Regions from separate parts of the Danio rerio genome. Here all the other regions are linked to region 2. The links are chromatin contacts, called in public HiCAR-type and Micro-C maps. All regions are on one chromosome and are shown on one strand. The core of a region is the stretch at or near the end of the contact, and the rest is flanking DNA. Distances in the headings are between cores, read along the strand shown. Region 1 holds the start of igf2a (insulin-like growth factor 2a). Region 2 holds the start of si:ch211-288d18.1. Region 3 holds the start of mfge8a (milk fat globule EGF and factor V/VIII domain containing a).

The links. Hi-C and Micro-C count contacts between places; a contact is called where the count stands out from the background. HiCAR-type assays count read pairs that join an accessible place to other places.
Region 1: a contact with region 2 is called in a HiCAR-type map of caudal fin, with 6 times the contacts expected there. The contact joins the promoter of igf2a here to the promoter of si:ch211-288d18.1 in region 2. A contact is called at or near these places in 1 of 18 Hi-C or Micro-C datasets (caudal fin) and 1 of 4 datasets of contacts at active chromatin or transcription factors (caudal fin).
Region 3: a contact with region 2 is called in a Micro-C map of caudal fin, with 3 times the contacts expected there. The contact joins the promoter of mfge8a here to the promoter of si:ch211-288d18.1 in region 2. A contact is called at or near these places in 1 of 18 Hi-C or Micro-C datasets (caudal fin) and 1 of 4 datasets of contacts at active chromatin or transcription factors (embryo).

Annotation. Positions count from the first base shown.
Region 1 is chr7:50,706,308-50,710,322 of GRCz12tu, reverse strand. igf2a (insulin-like growth factor 2a) reads right to left here and starts at 2,075. Exons shown (of 4, transcript NM_131433.1): 1 at 1,895-2,075; 2 at 1,444-1,576; 3 at 563-738. The coding sequence starts at 1,954.
Region 2 is chr7:50,836,019-50,840,599 of GRCz12tu, reverse strand. It overlaps si:ch211-288d18.1, which reads right to left and starts at 3,116. Exons shown (of 14, transcript XM_681604.8): 1 at 2,933-3,116.
Region 3 is chr7:50,639,874-50,644,340 of GRCz12tu, reverse strand. It overlaps mfge8a (milk fat globule EGF and factor V/VIII domain containing a), which reads left to right and starts at 1,410. Exons shown (of 10, transcript NM_001014299.2): 1 at 1,410-1,893; 2 at 4,076-4,201. The coding sequence starts at 1,815. It overlaps cpt1aa (carnitine palmitoyltransferase 1Aa (liver)), which reads right to left and starts at 172. Exons shown (of 18, transcript NM_001044854.1): 1 at 32-172. The coding sequence starts at 172.

The DNA.
Region 1 (4,015 bases), core at 826-3,325, 130 kb after region 2:
AGAACAAAAAATGATTCTTTGTTGAACGATATCCAAATATGCAAATACACTATTCTCGAGTGGTGGTGACTATTGTGTTGTTATTGGGTTGTTTGTTTTTTGTTATTTTCAAATCCAAGCCTTGGCCAGCTGGCCAACTGTCTTGCCAACGCTTGACATATTTCCATGCCAAGAGCACATGGCACAAAAATTAGCCAGAATGCGGCACAACACTTGTACTTGTTTTGGTGCTTGGAATAATGACATCATTGTGCATGCTGTCCAGTGGAGTTTTATGGTGTTACCATGGCCTTTTGTTTGTGCAACTAACTATCTCCCTCAGTGCTGTTCCTACATCATCTTTAATGCAGTCTATAAAGATTTCTGATGATCTGTGCCGCTTTCCTCATCGCTCAGCGATTCTGAGAGTGGAGACATGGTTAATATTGATTTTGGCATGATAAAAACAGGCTGCGTGTCTGACTAGCCTGTCTAGTCTGAGTCTGTGTTTGTGGGTTCAGCAAAATCATTGTGCTGGGCTTTTCGGTGGAGGGGGGAGGGGGAGATAAGCAGCTTCATGTACCTTGTGAAGAGCCTGTGACACTGGGAAGACCTGCAGCGAGGAGGAGGAAACATCTCGCTCCGACTTCACCGGCTTGGCACAGTACTGCTGCAGCAGATGCAGCTCACAGCTCCGAAAGCAGCATTCCTCCACTATTCCTCTCTGAGGACGGCGGCTGTTTGATCTGTTCGGCCTGCCTGGGTGGGGGAAGAGAAGGTAAGCGATCAACTCCGGGGTTCCCCTGGAAAGCTACCAACGCTACCAATTCACACCCTATTGTTTATATTTCACCAAATCCCACATGTGGCTGCTGGCATGTTCCTAAGATTTCTGAAATCGGAGACAGCATCAACAGATTCCTTTCTTTCGTGCCTGTTGTTTGTGATTCCCTTTTTAGTTTGGACGCCAACGGATTTGATTAGGACTTTGAAATGTCGCAAAGAACAGAAAAAGCAAATATTGTTCTATGTTCCCAGGGATGTGTGAATAGCTAGCAAAACGGATCTTTTAACCTTGCCGTTTGCTTACTAAACATAGATAAAAGATAAAGAACAGCAGGAGAGGTACAAAAGGGGGAAGTCCACCGTCATCTGATAGGAATACAGAGGATGAGGGAAAGAAAAAGAGAGAGAGGAATCTTTTGCAAACAAGCAGACACTAATTCAAATCCAGTCCACCCAAGACGAATACATTAACAGCACTGTTAACTGCACTAATGGCTTGCATTGAGAACTCAATAAAGGGGACGTTTCCTCATTAATACACTAATTGTGAGTCAATAGTGCTCATGTACATATACAATAAGCCATTTGAAAGACAGCTCGGCTTAAACCTACAACTGCAAGACAAATGGCTATGTAAATGTTTACATTTCTTGACAGCCAGCAGAGAGATACACTTACTGATATAAAAGCCATCTTCTCCACACACGAACTGCAGTGTATCCACTAGTTCTCCGCCACAGAGAGTCTCCCCCGCCGTTACGTTGGATATCAACATGGACAATGACAGAACGAAGACTATCAGTGAGCGCATCTGTGAAATGAAAACAAATTTCAGTGAGTCCCTTCAGAAATCCGCTGCTTAAACAGATGTTCCTGATGTGATTGTGCTGATTTTAATCACAAAAGCAAAGATACAAGACAGCACAAAGTACTGAGGAGACGCGGTAATTATCCTTATCAATGGTACAATCAAGTGGCTGCACTTAAACCCCTCAAAGTCTCCAACTGAGGATGATTCTCCAAACTTTCCCCAAAGTTTTACATTAATGCTCAACATCACACTTTAAATAGTCACGACTATGCAATTATTAAAACGTGCTGAATGCAAGTCAATATCACTTTCTCTTACCGTTGTTCGTGTTTCCTCCGTTTTTCGGCAAGATGCACAGAATACATGGTAATCATCCATGGCAGGCGGTTTGTGGAAAGCGACGTTTACTTTCTGTTGTACTAACAAGGTGCTTTGTTTAATTTCCAGTCTGTTGCATATCTCTGAGTGATGCTTGTGGCTGTCTCAAAGTTCAGAGGACAGGCAAAGAATATGTAGTGAGAGGAAATTTATACTAACACCCGCCCCTCGCCCCCCTTACCCAGTAGCGATGTCCGATTGGTGAACGAGTGGTTCTTTTGAGTCGGATCTTTTTTTTCTCTCTCTCTCTCTTCATTTTTTTTCCGTGAACCGCTTAAACCCAGCCAGAAAAAATAATAATCGTTGAACGAGAACTTCTATGACACTCACAATTTTATCCAGCCTACTATTTATCTATAAATTACTTTGATCAAGAAAGATTTGAAACAATTACAAACACCTTATAGAAAATAGAAAACAGATACAATACAAGCAGTAAATATAAGTCTTTCTACTCGTTCTCTGAAAGGTCCAATTCGGGGAAATGATTTTACAATCTAGCCAATTGTTTATTATCAATAATAATAATAATAATAATAATAATAATAATAATAAAGTAGATTCGGACACATTTGTCCTTAGACGTAATGAAGAAAAACATCCTCATTTATACGAATTATCATCATCATCATTATTATTATTATACAGTAATAATTATTAAAATAATAATAAATAATAAATAAATAATATTTTAAAATAATAATTGATAAAAAGTATTATACAGTATGTCAAAAGTTTGAAAACTGCAAAATTAGTTAGTCTCTTCTGCTCACAATGCTGTTTTTGCTAAATAAATACATAAAGAAATACATAAAGAAATTTTAATAACATATATGTGTAAGTAGGCTTTAATTTAAAATTCAATTAATTTATGTTTTTATTGCATCTATAATGAAACAAATTGCGCAGCACTGACGAGCAGAAAAGCGCTTAAAACATTAGGCAAAACCAAAGCTTTGACCTGCAGTGCAGTTTAACTGCTGCGGGTTTTCTGCTCGTCTTATTCGAACATCCTGAAACACAGACAAACAGCAATATGAGCCGATTTGATCCAGATTATGCAGAAATATTGTGAAAGTGCAGCGCTCACTGCTGGTTTGTGCTTGAATGCGCACTCAGCTGATGAGTACCTGCTCGCCAATGACGACGCGCATTCTTAGTCAAATAGCCCCAGCTTTAAAATACCTTTTGGCAACAGGTCAGCCCGAGGAATTTTAATTGACGGTACATTCTTCCAGCTTCTCACCATAACAAAGGGGGTTGCAATCGCATTCCAGTGAATGCAGACAGACACCGTGCTGAAATTTCACCCTCACACGACAACTGTGGTGACCCATTGTGTGCGCGCGCGCGCCCGCTCATGTGAAACCAGACAGGGATTTAGCCTCGCGTTAAAAAGCAGCCCAGTTCTTTTTTAGATGGATCACGACGATCACGTATTCAACACAAAAATAATAAAAATAAAATATTATTTAACAAAACACGCTAATGTATATAGGCTACATAAATAATAAAACGCCAGACTGAAAAGGTGTAATAAATTGTTATGGAAATGAATGAACACTCAACATGTCCTGACATGCCTAAAAGTGCACATAATGCAGCTTTAGCAAAACACACTCTCAATTGTCTGTCTGAAACAACAGCCAGTGTCATGCAAAGGTCTTCTAGTGGAGGCAGAAGAAGCAATTGGACATTATTGGCAATCCTAATATTGCGACAAAATAAACATGGATAATGGTTTCAATTAATTTAGCGACTCTTCTCATTTAACTTTCATGAAATGCTACACTTGCACTACTTCTGTGATAATGTAGCCTAGATAGAAGAAAGCTTACACATAATTTGTGTACACTAATGTTAGTGTAAAAAACGTGTGAAGGATGTCTTGAAGTTCATGATAAGTTCACTATGGCTCGCTCTAGTGGTATAAAGTGATAAAAGCTATACTGACTATGAGATTTAACTTGATTAAAGCATTGAATGAACTAAATAAAGAATGTATAAACTACTTAAGCTATCTAAATGTTATGTGTGGCTAGTATGGCAATTTGAGCCATT
Region 2 (4,581 bases), core at 1,867-4,366:
ATGCACAGGCATCATGCTTTACCACTAAATGTGTGTGCTTGTTTGTGTGGAAATGAGAGAGAGATGCACTGACTGTTTACATGCACATGCACAAAATTTCTTATTAAGGTTATAACTAAAAAGAGCTTCACAGCTACTAGGATATTCTTGTAATATATTCTTGTTTATCTTTTCTATTTCTGTGAACTGTCTTTCCATTATAAAATTGCCACGTTTAAGGTCTGACTTCTTTAAAAATCAGTGATCTTCACTGCCTGATATATATATATATATATATATATATATATATATATATATATATATATATATATATATATATATATATATATAAATATAAATATATATATATATATATATATATATATATATATATATATATATATATATGAGCAATTCCATGAAAATGTCAACCTTGCCATGAAAAGAAAAATGTTTTCACCAAAATAGCGAAACCGTTTCTACATTTTTTGCGCAGGCAAGTGTTTTACAGTACTTTAAAAATACTTAAAAATGTCGCTGTCAATGTTTTCAAACTATTATATTTGATTTACCAAAGTCAAACAAATGACAATTTCACATCTGTCACATCCATAACGAAAAAGTGTCACATCCATAACAAAGCTTTTCCCTCAAAAATGCAAACATGTCAAAAAAAAAATAAAATCAATCAGTTTTGTTCTATAAAGAGCCAACTCTTATCCTTTTGTTGAGCATTATTTATTTTGGGTTGTGCAGTTTAATTCACAGAATTTCTACGAAATATGTTGTATACTGTAAACTCACAAACTTTTTTTGTCACATCCATAATGCTTGTTTATTTTCCTCATTTAAAGTATAAAAATGTTCACAGATTGAATTTTTTTGATCCCATAACTTTGTGGTTAGTTGTTTTGGAAAATATAAACAGATGGTTCAATATAATGTTAACGTATACTTTCTCTGCGAATTTATGTTTTGAATTTTTACTGCAAATGTCACATCCATAACCCTGGAATCAGCCACATATATATATATATATATATATATATATATATATATATATATATATATATATATATATATATATATATATATAAAGTGAGGTCTCAGATCAGACAAGAAGCACTGCATTAAATCCCATGTTACCATTTCCTCCATGTCTTTAAAATATGACAGTTTATTTTACCCCAGTATTTTCAATAGAGTTTCTGTGCTTGCCTGCTGGTATTGACGGCAATTCGTTGTTCATCTCGTTTTATTTCTGAACAACTAAATGAACACTTAAGTCTATCTAACTGAATGTACTTTAATTACAACACTGATGCTGTAAAAGGAACCTTATGACATTGAAAATAGTCACATTAAGCTTTAACCGAAAGTTTATCATTGGCTGAAAAACACTAGCTGTGCATATACCCCACTGGGATGGTACCATTTTCAAAGGTTTATATTTGGGCCTTTTTATCAGTAAAATGCATATGCTCTTAGTACCGTACAAATGTATTATATCTAAAGCCATTTATTAAGTGATGTCCCGGTGAAAGATTTTGTCCCTTTCACCTCTAAATATTCTCTAAATTCTCCAAACATATGAGCAGACATTTTTACGGCTCTCTTATACGGTACAGGAGAAACCAGGATAAGCACAAGAACTGTTTAGATGAACAATACAGCAAAAGCCTCCCTGTTTTTTATGAATTACTAAGGACCACGGTTTAGCCTAAAAATATATTGTTATTTTTTGCTATTGCTTTAAGGCAATTCGCACTCTACATCTAGGAATTCAAAGTGGTACTGTGTTTACTGTTAAAGAATGCAAATGTATGTACTATTTATTCCATTTCAGCATTCATATCGCAATGTGATCATTCGTAATAGTCACATCATCATGAGCATACGCAATGTTGAGTCTGGATTTTAATTAATTATTTTGCAGAAAAGTGTTTTTGTCCTTTGACAAACTGATAACAATTGAATTGTTTATAAAACAAAGACATGCAGTATTATTTTACATTTGATTATTACATTTCTGTATACCTGAATACAGTTTGACTCATTGGAAAACAACCAAACGCTGTTTATTTAATTTGTATTTTTTTTTTTAATTGAATGTATCTACGCTTGTAGATTGTTTCTTATATTTTATGCATAAGTACTCCCCTACAGAATCTTCCCAATCAATTATTGAATCTCAATTCTTCCAAAATTCTTTCAAATAGTTATTCAACTAATCTAGTGAAATTGTATTCATATTGCAATGTAAATCGCAAAATAAAAAATAAAAAATATTGCAATGTTATCATGCAATCCTAGTATGAAAGGTTTGTTCATTTACTACTTATTTAAAATCATGAAAACACAAAAGTGCCCCCTAATACCTACAAAGCATAATTACAAGTTTTATCATAATATGCAGATTATATAGGAATACTCTAATATTGCAACATAAGTGAACCACAAGGACTAAATCAAAAATAGTCAAGTAAATGGTGCATGTAAACACAGCCAGTGAAAATGAGGTCTGTTTTTATAAATGCAGACACAAAGGGATGCCTCATATGTGTCTGGAATATCAATATTTAAAAATCCAATTTTAAATCCGCTAAAAGTGAATGTGGCTGCTTTCTTTTGTGTCTTGTCATCATCATGGCTCAAACTACCAATTACGTATAGCTTATTTTCAATGACAAGACACCAACACACACAAAAAAACGAATGCTGCTAAATGTGGTGTATTTGCTATACACCAGCAAAAATGTATATATTACGATGAGAATACTTTACAATGGCACGTTGTTTTTGGCGTTGCAATGCTTTCTATAGCTATAATGGGTATTGCATAATATCTCTGTTATGGTATGCAACATTCAAGAGCAGCAAGAATAAATAGCGAAGCAGATGCCATGATGGCGAAATCATAAATAAAATGGCCATAACGAGAAAAAAATATTACCGTTTATTGGGAAGACTCTTCATTCCTTCGTCGCTGAAAACAAGGAAGGTAAAGCGAAGCGAATAGCTAAAATCCAGTGGCGAATACAATAGCTGCATGTAAGGCGCTGAGAGGAGCGCAGAGGAGAGCAGCACGTCAGAGCGCGCGCACGCACACCAGCAGCCTGTACAGTTCAATCCTGACTGGCAGCTGCTCACGTGACCTGCCAGGGAAATATTCCAACCGCTACAGGCAGGCCAAGTCACGTGACCAGCTGCCAACTATGGAAATTATGATTTACCATAGCAATCAAGTGGGCAATGGCATACGCTTCTCAGTGTAAGAGAATATGCAAAATATATCGGTAGTTTGGTGTGGCCAGCCTTGTGCCTTAAAGCAATAGTTCACTCCCAAAAAATGATAAAGTTTGAAAACCTTTTTGAGTTTCTTTCTTCTGTTGAACATTAAAGAATTTATTTTGAAGCTGTTAGTTCTCCCAAAAATGAAAATGTAATCTTCATTTACACACATTTATGAGATGTTTCTGTTCAACATGGATGCAGATATTTAATACTATGAAAGTAAATGATTTCTTCAGACTATATTCTTTTGTGCCTTTAAGAGAATAAAAAACATCAAAAATAGTTTGGAACAAGGGGTGAATAAAGATGACAGTATTCTTATTTTGGAGTGAACTATATCCATTTAAACAACAGTTATGTCTGGATCTTTCAGATTACCTGATAGCCGCGATATTCTGCCACTCGTCTAGCCTCTTCACCCTTGTGTATTACTCCGCCTACATTCAACAAGAAGTACACTCCACAGTTTGACAAATATTGCTGCTGTTGGACAACATAATGTACTTTTGAGGCTTTTCAGTCGAGAATGTAGTTGTTTAGATTCCAACTATGCAGTTTATTTATAAGGACAGTGCCTATTTCAAAATATTTATAATTTCTGAGAGCGTCAGTAGCCATTAGCCTAGTATTGAGCGGAGAAAAGATGTTCTTCATCCACAAGATGGCGACAGAGAAGGCATAATAAGTTCTTAGCTGATTAAAACAACATAATTTCTGACTACAGCTGATCAAAACATTATTAAACAGGTAAGTGATATTTTAAATCAATCTCTATTTTTTATGTTGTAGTGCTCTATTTCAATTGTAGTGTATTGACTGTGAGATGTGACTCACATATCAGTAATGTATTTTGTGTTGGCCACTCTTTGTATAACCCTTAGTTACTTTTTGTTTGGCCATCTATGTCTCCTGTTTTCGTTACTTCAGACTAGTTTAGTAAACAGAAAGAAAAAAATAAATGCTGCATGTGTTTAACATTTTCCTTATCGCTAACACAAAAGTAAGCTGGTAGTGAGTGCAATGCTTTTTCGGGGTTAATTACAGTTTTTTTCAGTCGCTTTGGTGCATTTCTTACAACTGGTCCTGACACCATTGTTTATGAAGATAGCCAGATGGCTTTGTCATGTTTTTATTATGATGTAAGTTACATTTCTTCAATGCAAAAAATATTTTGTTGACACATCCTGAAAATGCTCAAGACAGCACTACTATTAGTACAGTCATTTGAAAACTACAGTAAATTTAGACATCACTGCATTTAGTGAGGTAGTATAAGACACTGAATATGTATGTTTCACATTTTTACTG
Region 3 (4,467 bases), core at 161-2,660, 190 kb after region 2:
AAGAATCATGTAAGAAACACCATCAGGGTACCTTAAATCGGATAAATTTCTTCTTCCAGGAGTGTATTCCTGAGAGATAGACTTGCCGAAGAGCCTCATGGCTGAGCTGAAGGTCAATGCCATCCGGGCCGACGGTGAACTGAAAGGCCACAGCCTGATGAGCTTCTGCCATACTGAATCAAAAAATCTGCAAACGTACAAAATTCTTCAGTAAAGGATACAACAAGTGACCAACTTAAACATACAAAATATAACTTTCTACTTCACGTTATTTGGACAAATCTTATTTAGACAAATCTTATGACTCCAATGACTTCTGTATAAGCTATAGCCTGCCCTTTTACTCACTAATAAAATAACAACTCCAAGCTAATATTCAGTTACCTGCTTGGTTTCATGCTTAACTCATATTAATATTTAACTTCACAAATTAAAGCAAAGTCAGTAATATTAACACCCCTAGCATGGTTGAGAACTCAACACTGGCTGACCCATTCAAGTTCATACTCAAATCACTTCGAGTGATTACATGTTAAATAGACCAATATCCATTTGTTAGTTAGATATTAAAAGAACATCTTTTAACCTAGAAAGTGGAAGATCTAATTGCACATAGCGATGCATACAGACCTGATGATGTGGCCGTCTGTTCTTCTTCAAACACTATATTACACGAATTGTATCACGTGATTTAGCGATGGCAAACAGATGAGAATGCTATAGTAAATGAAGCGTAAACGTCTTTGGTTCTAGCCTTGCTGAACACAGACCCGATCTAGATTTGTTATCTGCATCACTGTGTTTACTCAGTGAGCTACGGCTAACCCAGCGCACTGTTATTTACGTCCACGATGACGAATTTATCTATGTCAAACTGCCATATGCCCGACTTACCGCCTTTTGATTGTAGTTACTTATTATTCTCCCGACCTTTCCTAAAATCTCGATCAGATTAACGGTGCGATGGGACATGCATTCGATCAAATGGCACGATGAATCCAGATTAAGATAGCAGCGTGTCTTTTTCCTCCCGGCTGGTACTTTAACAACAGCACACTAGACAAATATAGCCCGCCCACTTTCTAGTGACCATATGACTATAATATGTTGGTTGTAAAATTATGTAGGTGAGCTTTTGATATTTTGCTTTAAATAATTACTTTAATGTGATGGTGATGATAGTATCTACTACAGTAGCTTTGCAGCTAATTACACACTAAGTAATGACCTTCATCATCTTAGCACGTTCTTTGAGAAACAGCAAAAGCAACCAATTAAAGCGCGTAAAAGCATCATCACGTGCCCCGCAGAACTCCCAACACGGAAGTGAACGCGGAATGAGCGTTCTGCCTGCGGCGGTGTGAATGTATTTAATGACCCTATTTAAAAGCTACAAACGCAAAACAAAGACTGTTTACAGCTGCATGCGTTGACATGCTTACTAGTGGCTTTCAATGGAGGATGAATTATGGGATTACTGAACCAACGAATATCCGGAGGTTCAGTAATGCAACGTTAATCTAAAATGACTGCACACAGTATTACACAATGTAGTGGAGACCCCTCTTGAATAGTTTTAACAACACCATACCATGTAAACGCATCCACATAATATAATGAATCTGTCAGTTTCAGCATTTTAAAGCGCATCCAGTCGACATGGGTCTGTTGATCTTGAGTTTAAGCCGTGCACGTGCACAGTGCGCGCGCCCTGTACTTGAACTGCTCCACGTTTGAGGATGACGTCGTGAGACCTAGCGGTAAAGAAAACGCTCCGGGACTTGAGAAACACAAACAGACAGTAGAGCACCAATATGAAGAGCCAGAGCTTCACTCGCTCCTGTATAGTAGTGTTCGTCAGTTTAGTCATTTGCAGCATTTGTACAGTGAATGGTGAGTAAATCACACTTCAAATAGGCTACATTTCCAGTGCTTTTATATGTAATGCTTTTTTTCATGGCAAACCTTGTTAAATGCATTGAATGTCTCTGATTCAGTGTTGTTGAATAGTTTAAAGTTTAACAATGTTTATGGTTAGTATATCAGTAATAGCCTCTTACTGTTTTACTAGCCTAGGTATAGTGTTGGTATATTTGATATAACGTTGTACAATACAGCAAACAAAAAATAAATTACATTTACAAGTAAATGACTTCAGTAGTAGATGTTTTTCTTATTATGAGGAGTTATTTGTTCAATGTTAAGGAACATTTCACATATACTGTGTGTGTTTTGCCTGCAATTCATCATGTATTACACTAAGTCATGGTTCAGATTTGTTTGGATAACAAAAGCCATCTGTAATTTTAACTATTGATAGCTAATTGTTTAGCATGATCTTAATTAGTATAATACATTAATCTATAACTAGGTTTTAACATCCTTTTGTCTATAATGTAATTACAATTTAGTAACCACTGTTTTTGGTGTATTACCATTAGCATAAATGCAATTTTATTACAAATATTTTGCCATGCTAGTGTCGAGAAACCTTAATTAGGTTGTGACTACCATTGTTTAACTACATTTATTTTAGTCATTTGCAGCATTTGTACAGCGAATGGTGAGTAAATCACACTTAAAATTGGCTACATTTTCAGTGCTTTAATATGTAATGCTCATTTTCATGTTAAATCTTGCTAAATGTATTGAGTGTCACTGCTTCAGTGTTGTTAAATAGTTTCAAGTTTAAAAATGGTTCTGGTTAGTATATTATTAATAGCCTACTTATAATCCTTCTTTTATTCATGTGTTGGTATATTTGGTATAACGTTGTACAAAACAACAAACAAAAAGGAAATTACATTTCAAGTAAATTACTTCTATAGCAGAGGTTTCTTATCGTGAGGAGTTTCCAACACGTATTTTTCAGGTATTGCAAAATCATGTTTGAGCCTTGTTTGGATAACAAAAGCCATCAGTCTTTTTAAAAGAACATAACTATTGATAACTAATTGTTTAGCATGATCCTAATTAGTTTAATAAATTAATCTATATTTATGATTTAACATCCTTTTGTTGCAAACATTATAGTGTAATTTCCATTTAGTACCACTATTTTTGGTGTATTACCCTTAGCATAAATACAGTTTCACTACAAATAGCTTGGTTTTGCCATGTTAGTGTACTGTAGAGAAACCACAGTTGAATTGTGGCTACCATTGTTTAACTACATTTTGTACATGTTTTCATATTGGCAGAAACACTGGTTATTTTTTAGGGTTGTGTCAAATGTGATGTAGAATAATATAATATAAAGTTGTTCTCAATAAATGATCCAGATAAAAGGTGTGCAGATCATTGTTAAGACCAAACAAAGCAACTGCAACGATGTGGAAAACAATTTGCACAACATAGGGTCATATGACTCACACAATTCTGGGACATAAATCTGTTCAGAATTGTATAAGAAAGTGCCTTTAATTTCTCACCCAAAAGCTCATTTAAGGAACTAAACCTCTACATGTAATCTTAAGGAGCTCACGTGGTAAACAAGCCACAAATCTCTCAGCTTCTCAAGAAGCACGTTGTGTAACAGTTCACATCTTTGAGAGTATGTTCATGAACATTTTGTGTTCCTACATTCTCTTCATGCCTTTCTTCATCCTAGCATGTTGGTCAGCCAGAATGAAGCACAATGAATACTGATGCTTCCCAAACAGAGCATGAGACGAATTTAATTAGGCCGCTGTTTTTGTTTTGTTCTAATTGCTAAGGATGTTTTTTTGTGCTTCCCTCACTCAGTACTTACAGATAGAGGCATACTGAAAACCAAACCTTTCATGTTCACTTATCTTGAAGTATCATAGAATATTTCATGTTCTTGGAAAGTATACATCTGCTTATGAAGGCTGCAAATTCACATTGGCTATGCTGCTCACATCTCTTATCTTTTGTACTCTCCTGATCCTGTTCAGAAGCATGAAAAGCGCTCCTTCCCTTTTTATTACTTCTTTGTATCTCCCGAAGCTTAATATGCAGGACCACTCCGTCCGTCTCCGAATTATAAAATAAGAACTAATTCCATTCTAATCTTTTTAATTCCTTTCGCTCCTGCTTGTGTGTGTCTTTATAGGAGATTACTGCAAGGTGAACCTGTGTCACAATGGAGGGACGTGCGTGACTGGCATCGGGGAAGATCCCTACTTCTGCATCTGTGCCGAGGGATTTGCCGGAGATACTTGCAATGCCACTGAGAATGGTCAGAAATGTTGTATATCTGCATTTTCTCAGTTTGTGCTCATTTAAATTTTAGATTAGGCTTACAGTGTTCACCCTGTTCTTCGGTGAAAACCTTTTTCTTAGACCTTTTCTTATTATTTTGTGTAAAATTTACAGTAAAAATGGCAGCTGTGGTTGCCAGAATTCAACTGTTAAAAGTACAGTAGAAACCATAAAAGTCTATACATTACATTGAACTTTTGTTACACAGACAAAAAGCATCACCAAAGGCAGTCAGTGATGGAA